Regions from separate parts of the Mus musculus genome. Here region 2 is linked to region 1. The links are chromatin contacts, called in public promoter capture Hi-C maps. All regions are on one chromosome and are shown on one strand. The core of a region is the stretch at or near the end of the contact, and the rest is flanking DNA. Distances in the headings are between cores, read along the strand shown.

What was found. Promoter capture Hi-C pulls out the DNA fragments that hold promoters and counts their contacts.
Region 2: a contact with region 1 is called in a promoter capture Hi-C map of liver, with 2.4 times the contacts expected there. The contact joins the enhancer-like site here to the promoter of Adam32 in region 1. A contact is called at or near these places in 6 of 39 promoter capture datasets (the 3T3-L1 cell line, 3T3-L1-derived adipocytes, embryonic stem cells and 3 more) and 1 of 484 Hi-C or Micro-C datasets (nephron progenitors).

What each region holds. Positions count from the first base shown.
Region 1 is chr8:24,946,507-24,950,461 of GRCm38.p6, reverse strand. Adam32 (a disintegrin and metallopeptidase domain 32) reads left to right here and starts at 1,658. Exons shown (of 22, transcript NM_153397.2): 1 at 1,658-1,742. The coding sequence starts at 1,667. It overlaps Adam9 (a disintegrin and metallopeptidase domain 9 (meltrin gamma)), which reads left to right. Exons shown (of 22, transcript NM_001270996.1): 22 at 1-851.
Region 2 is chr8:25,050,187-25,054,141 of GRCm38.p6, reverse strand. It overlaps Plekha2 (pleckstrin homology domain-containing, family A (phosphoinositide binding specific) member 2), which reads left to right. Exons shown (of 12, transcript NM_031257.3): 10 at 1,719-1,782. Among named protein-coding and RNA genes, the nearest start is that of Htra4, 13 kb to the right of the region's middle. Within about 2 kb of position 2,136, at least 164 of the 459 cell types and tissues checked have an H3K27ac peak or open chromatin away from gene starts, as enhancers often do. A contact at or near this core is called in liver and macrophages, where this site is marked.

The DNA.
Region 1 (3,955 bases), core at 409-2,908:
CATCTTGCATGGATTAACAGCCATTTATATGGACTTATGTCTCTTAATGCACAAAGAAGCAGATATCTCGAAGGAGCTTACACAAGAACCACAATTACTAGATCATGATATACTTGGAAAGTGTGAAATATGGTGTGTACTCAGTTATTGGCTTCCATTTTTTATGATCTTTCAACTATAACAATTATGATAGAAATCGATTTAACACAATCAGTTATGGGCTTCCATTTTCAAATATCTTTTCAACTGTAATGACTATGACAGGAACTGATTCAACTCTCAATTTTCTTTATGCATCATGGTAAAGCATTGCAGCAGTGTTGTTTTGTTTGAAGTGCACACTCTATGGTACGAGGTGTTTAGTATACCCAAGCAGATAGGTGTCGATCGAACAGGAGCAGGGAGAATACTTCCAACAGTTGAGGTGTTACCAAACCACTTGAGAATTCATGAGCACTTTAACTCTAAACTCTGAATTTCAAAGCTTGATGTGAAGTCCTCTAGAATGTTTACATTTACTAAGGTGTGCTGGGTCCTGTCTCTTTTGACTAATATTTTCGTAAACATTAGGCTGGAGAAAGGAAGGAAGCAGTGGTTTCCTTAGATAACTACAGAATTATACTGGTCTCTGGGATTACTCTCTCAGCTGTATTAAAATGAATTTGTACTTTGAAAGGAATGATATTGACACTAAAATTTTAAACATTTAAATTTTTTCATAATCTTTCATAAAGAAGTTTAATAATAGGTATATTAACTGAATTTCATTAGTTTTTTAAAATAATATTGTTTGTGTATATATACATATTAAAATAAAAACATTTACAACAAATAAAATACTTGAAATTCTTGTTTTGTCGTCCTCTTTATAAATACATAACTATTTGGGTTCTTCTTAATTTCAGTGTTAGGGCTTTTGGCAAATGTGACTGCACTTAAGGAAAACACATTAAAAGATAGACTGTTCATTTTTTTTTTTTTTTCAGGATACTCAAGTACTTTAGCAGTTGGGTGTGTACTAACACTGGTGAACCAGCCCTAGTGAGAAATATGGCGGTGTTGAAGGCCACAAGCCCTCAGAAATACTAAGGAGAAAGTAGTTTACTGACAGGACTCTTGACTTAAGAAGCATGTGACTAGGGCGCTGCCATTCCAGCTAGGACAAAGGCTAAAATGTAGGTTCTTATGTCAAGGATCTGCCATTGCTGTATAAATTAACCATTCTGGTAAGCTCCTAAAAAAGGAAGGTATATGAATTTTAACTGAAGTGCCACGGAGAACCAGGTTGGAAGGAAGCCTGGCGGTCCATGGGAGCAGTGTGCCTGTGGAAATGTAGACCCCAAGGAAGAAAATCAGTTTAGGCTTTCTTGAAAAATTTGTCCACGCATCTTAAAATGCAGTCGTAGTTTAGCCTTAGAAAGAGTATAAACGTATGTGTGTACTTTTTTGACCTGAGCGCCCTCGCAGCCTCTCCAGTACTGCGCATGCGGGTTTCATTGCGAAGCAGCCTGGCTCTGTTAGAGCTGGGGTAGGTGGTGGAGGGGGAGGATGGAGGCGGGGTAGGGGGTTAGGGCGCTCCAAGGACGTGGCCCACGGTGGCCCCTGGCACGTGCCCCACAGCCCCGCGCAACGGCTTTACAACTGTCTAGGTACTCCAGGAGACGCCATGCTGGGCGCCATGCTGCACACACTGCTGCTGCTGCTGCTGGCCGAGCTGGGGGCCTTGCTGGCATCAGGACCCGGTGAGCGCTCCGCAAGGCGGGTTCTCTGAGATTGGGGGCACTTTTCTTGTAGGTCTGTCGTGCACATCATAAAGCTCAAAAAATGGACCCCAAAAGAACACTTCCCAACAGCTTCTGGAAACCACTTAAACTAAAAAAACAAATACCCAGTTTCCACAAGATAACTTTACTAACACGATGTACATGCAATAATAGTTCTTCTAGAAATAGGAAAGAAAAGACATTAAGCCACAAACCCCCAGGCTCAGAGAAAATGCAGCGGTGCGTGGAAGCTGGGAAGGGGCAGAATCTTGCTTAAGTTTTGGAATCAAGTAGGGCTCGGCTACTTGACAGGCAATGATCAAGCTGTTGTGAGTCCAACTGTCCAGCAGGTGCCAGTCCAACGCTTGCCTCTAGCTCTGAGGTCTGCTAATTTGTTGAAGCTGTGGAATGCATCTTTTGAAAGGTGAAGAAGGCATGGTTGGGGCTCTGAGTGTTCTCTTCCTGGTTTATTAGAAGTAAAGAATAAAGAATGTATAGCAACATCTAAAATATCAGCCTCATATCCTTTAGGTGTTAACACGCTTCAAAACTAAGAACCGTTCTTGGGGGGGGGGGGGGAGTAGAAAGTTGGCGTCGCTTTGCATTTTGTGGATCTCCTGAACCTGTGCTTCAATAAAGGACAACTAGGTTGTGTAGCTACTGCTTCCAGTCTTGTGCTGCAGGCTTGAGTAGAAGTGCAAGAAGGAGAACTTTAGAAGCCTTTTCAAGTAGTTGTGAGCTCTCTGCTTACTACACTCACACTGGACAAACGGAAAAAGAATAGTTGCAACGTAGAATTCAAAAACATACCAGCGCCGAAACACACCAGCGCCGGGCGTGGTGGCGCACGACTTTAATCCCAGCACTCGGGAGGCAGAGGCAGGTGGACTTCTGAGTTCCAGGTCTGCCTGGTCTACAAAGTGAGTTCCAGGACAGCCAGGGCTATACAGAGAAACCCTGACTCGAAAAACAAAACAAAACAACAACAAACAAAACAAAACAAAAACACACCAGCAAGCTTTACTATTCTTTATTTTTAATTAAAATATATCACTAATTCTTTTCCATTTCCTCCCTCTAATCTGTCCACCCCAACTCCCTTGCCTTTTTATTTAATATATACTAAATCTCTCTCTCGATATCTATATCTATATCTACATAGATATAGATATGTATATACCAGCAAACTTCATGAAATTCAATTGGATATAAATATTGAATTTTGATTATTTTATGTATGCATATTTTAATATTTTAATCTATTATCTTTAATTTTTAAAACTGTGGGAAATACAAAAAATTGCCAACAGCTTTTAAAAGATTTTTTTAAAAATTTAAACTTTATTTTCCGTATATGGGTATTTTGCCTGCCTACAAGTCTGTGTACCACTTGTGGGCCTGGTGTGCTTAGAGGTCAAAAGAGGGTGAATCAGAGAAGGTTCTCTAGAACTGGGGTCACAGGCAGTAGTGAGCCACCCTGTGGATACTGGGAATTGAACCCTGGTCCTCTGGAAGAACAAACAGCCAATGCTCTTAACCTCTAAGCCATTTCTCCAGTTCCTCAAACTTTTTTTTTTTTTTTGAAAGAAAAATCATCAGAGTTCACATTTCAAGGTAGTTTCAGATTCATAGCAAAACTGAGCAGTAACCAGTGTTTGTATATAGCGCCTGCTCTCTATCCTCCCATGAGGGTCAACAGCTGATGTTGCAGAGATGCATCCGTTCCAGGGATAGACCCGATTGCACTTGGGTTCCGTATGTTCTGTGTTCTGCCCAGAGATGCCCATCCCTTCAGTACCATGCAGAGTAGTCTCACTGACCCGAGAATCCTCCGTGCTCCCTCACTCACCCCACCATCCCTAAATGACTACCATTTGTGGTCTGCTTTCTCCAGTTGTATAATTGGGATCATGCACCACACGGCCTTTTTAATAGTGGTGAAGACAGCCACCATCCACATGCTTGCTCAGGTTGTGTGTGAACACAGTTTCCATGACTTCAATGGCTACCTGGTGTCACTACGATGATAAGAGGACACAGCGATGCCTCATTGTTTTAATTTACAATCTCCTAACGGCACAAGCTGTTGAGATCTGGACATTTGGCTCTGAGCCTAGCCTTTGACATTCATCCATCTCTTCAGCTCTGTGTGGAAATCTTTTCATAGGCTTACTTTCTCTTTAGTTTCTTTT
Region 2 (3,955 bases), core at 887-3,386, 100 kb before region 1:
TTTCCAGGCTGGAGAGATGGCTCAGAGGTTAAGAGCACTGACTGCTTTTCCAAAGGTCCTCAGTTCAATTCCCAGCAACCACATGGTGGCTCACAACCATCTGTCATGGGATCTGATGCCTTCTTCTGGTATGTCTGAAGACAGCTACAGTGTACTTACATATAATAAATAAATCTTTAAAAAAAGATAATGATTCCCAGTTTCTTTTATTTTTACACAAACTCCATGATTTTTTTCTTTTTCCTTTTCTTTTCTTTTTAAAAAAAGATTTATTAATTTATTTTATGTATGTGAGTACACTGTAGCTGTACAGATGGTTGTGAGCCTTCATGTGGTTGTTGGGAATTGAATTTTTTAGGACCTCTGCTCACTTCAGTCAACCCTGCTCACTCGGGTCAGCCCTGCTCGCTCCGGTCAACTCCACTCCCTCAGTCCTTGCTTGATCCGGCCCAAAGACTGATTTATTTACTATACATAAGTACACTGTAGCTGTCTTCAGATGCACTAGAAGAAGGCATCAGATCCCATGACAGATGGTTGTGAGCCACCATGTGGTGGCTGGGATTTGAACTCAGGACCTTTGGAAGAGCAATCAGTGCTCTTACCCGCTGAGCAATCTTGCCAGTCCTCTTTTTTCTTTTCTTTTAAAAGTTATTTTTTTTAAATATCTATGTGTATGTAGACTATCTGTGTAAGTGTGTTCCACATATGTGCTGATACCTGTGGAGTCAGAAGAGAGTGTCAGAGGCCCTGGAACTGGAGTTACAGGAGGTTGTGACCCTTCTGATATGGGTGCTGGGAATTGAACTCAGGTCCTCTGGGAGAGCAGGAAGTACTCTTAAACGCTAAGCCAACACCTTTATTTTTCTTTACGACTAAACAAATTCTATTGCATCTCACTTATCTGCTGATGGGCCTCAAGGTTGATCCTTTTCCTTGCTATTTTGAGTAGTGCCAGTAATTGCCTGGGGTGTGCAAGCATCACCCTGGTAGGATGTAGAGTCCTTTGGGCATATGTCAGGAGTAGTATAGATGGCTCATATGATAGTTTTATTTTTAGTTTCTTGAGGAACCTTCGGACTGATTTCCATAGTGGCGGCACTAATTTACACTCCTCCCCTTAGTGAGTAAGGGTTCCTCTTTCCCTAGCCAGCATTTGTTATCTTTCTGCTGTTTCTGACTGGCGTGAGATGAAATCTCAAAATAATTTGAATTTGCATTTCTCTGATGGCTAAGGATGTGACCGGTTTCCTGGGAAGCACTTCTTAAATTCAGCTTCTGATTCTCAGTTTCTGATTCTCTTCTCAGCTCCTTGTCCCCTGGGCCAGGGCAGCAGGGCAGAGAGCAGGAACTCCGAGCTGTGGGCGGAGCAGCTGCTGGGGGGCAGGACAGGGTGGAGTAGGGAAAGTCACTGCTGGGGGCGGGGTGGGGGTGGGGTGAGGACGGGAGGAGACGGGGGGGGGGGGGGGGGCGGGGGGGGGGAGATATGGTGCTGGCTTCCTTAGAAAAGGAACATTTGGACTCAATGGGTTCTGATCTCCAGTACCTCGGACAGACATAGCATTTACAGCCGCTGAGCCTCGGGCTGCCTTATCCACAGGAAGGAGAAAGTCTTGAGTTGCATTAGTGGGTGACCGTGAAAACTGTAGGAAATAACGTGGAAAAAAAAAGTTCTCACAATGCTTAGTGTAATGGTATCTCTCTCTCTCCTTGCCTAGTGATCTCTTAATGAGGGACAACCTGTTTGAAATCATAACCACCTCCAGGACGTTCTACGTACAGGTAAATGTCCACCCCCAGACCAGCGTTTCCTCTCTGTGAATGTGAGTGGATGCCTCCGCTCCCTCCAGCACCCAGTGTCCCATCTCATTCTAAGGAGGGTGTTGGTTAGATGCTTCCCTACCCTGGGATACTACAAGCAGGTCTATCCGCTGTGCGGGAGGTGCGGGAGGATGCCAGCCTCTGTAGCAGCTGCACTGGGCTGCAGAGCTCCAACTAAGCAGAGAAAAGGAGAACTGGTGGATGGTTTCACTTCTGCTCTGGAGGGTATTTATAAGTCCCGCCTATGTATGGACATTACTGTGTGCAGACAAGACAGAAGCATAGAGGGCCCTTTGCCGGCACAGGTGCACAGGCAGCCTGCACAGAGAAAGCCATTGTTTGGCCTCTGACAGTTCCCTTACCAGGACCTTCCCCCCACCCCCAGATCTGGAGCTCTCCCAATCCCTATGAGGTCACAGCAGCTAGCAAGGCAGATTTCCAAGCAGCGCAAAGACAGCTAGAGCCAAGTCCTCCGCCTGGGCTGCCTAGAAGACCACAGAGCCAGTACAGGGAGAGGCTGATGTGAGATTCTGAGCCTTAAAATTCGCAGCTTTCCCGCGTGGGGTTTTAGGAACATCCATCTCCCTTTTTTCTCTTTCCCCTACTGAATTCCTCCCACAAAATGATGGGGCCTCTCTTCCATTTTTTTTTTTAAGTAACAGGTCTGTGTCTTCACTGTTTTCTACTTTATGCCAGCAGCCTTGCTGATAGCCTTGGGCATCCTCGAGCCATTTTCATTGAGAGAAGCATATTGTCTAGGAAGAGATGGCAGAGAGGAGGCTGGATCATGGGGAGAGGGTCACCTTGCTCTTAAATCTAAAATCCAGTTTTCTCCAGTGCTTCTTCCATTTAGATGCAAGGTCTAGCTTGTGCTTTCGAGGAAGTTTCTAGTTCTTTTTTTTTTTTTAAAGACTTATTTATTTATTATATGTAAGTACACTGTAGTTGTCTTCAGACACCTGTAATGAGGCATCAGGTCTCATTACAGATGGTTGTGAGTCACCATGTGGTTGCTGGGATTTGAACTCAGGACCTTCAGAAGAGCAGTCAGTGCTCTTAACCTCTGAGCCATCTCTCCAGCCCCAGAAGTTTCTAGTTCTTGCCGTTGATATTTGTAGGGTATAGTCAAGGGTCTAGGCATGGCCTGAGGTTGGGTACATGGAGTTAGACAGAACTGATCTTGAAGCTAAGTGTCTTAGTTAGGGTTTTACTGCTGTGAACAGACACCATGACCAAGGCAAGTCTTATAAAAAAACAACATTTAATTGGGGCTGGCTTACAGGTTCAGAGGTTCAGTCCATTATCATCAAGGTGGGAGCATGACAGCATCCAGGCAGGCATGGAGCAGGCAGAGCTGAGAGTTTTACGTCTTCATCCAAAGGCTGCTAGTGGAAGACTGACTTCCAGGCAACTAGGATGAGAGTCTTAAACCCACATAGTGACACACCTATTCCAACCAGGCCACACCTCCAGATGGTGCCACTCCCTGGTCCAAAAATATACAAACTATCACACTAAGTAATCAGGCAGCTGAAATCACATACATGACTAAAGGATTCAGGAGGAGAGGGGGCCAGGCAATGGAACGGCTCCATGGCAAGGGCCCAGGAAAGAGAATAGCTGCAAGGGAGGCTGCAATGCTATGGGCAGAGACTCACTGCCCTGCCTGCTTCCTTAGCAAGCTTATATCTGGTCCATAGAGTTGCAGGTAAGATAAGGACAGAAAGACACAGCTCTTGGACTCAGACAATTTATTTAATATTCAGAGTCTCCGTATGTGTGTAAAATGGAGATGAAAAACTCAACCCAAGCCCTTCTGATGGCCCTGAAGTCTATTTGATCCCAGGCATCATGAAGGACAGATAAGAAAAGAGCAATGCAGGACTAAACAGGCCAATGTGAAGGCCGTGGCGGACAGTCCTTCAGAAGGGCTTACCTTAGATGGATGAGGGAAAGTGACGAATTTGAGACATATGGAAGAGGTCCACTCTCGAGGACTTGAGAGTTGGTTGTGTGAAGGGGAAGGGAGAGACACATAAATCCCAGGGCTTTGGCTTGAGTTTTGCACTGGTCGGTGACAGCTAGTAGTTACTTTCTTGGTAATATGGAGGAAAAGCAGCAGCACTAGGGTGTA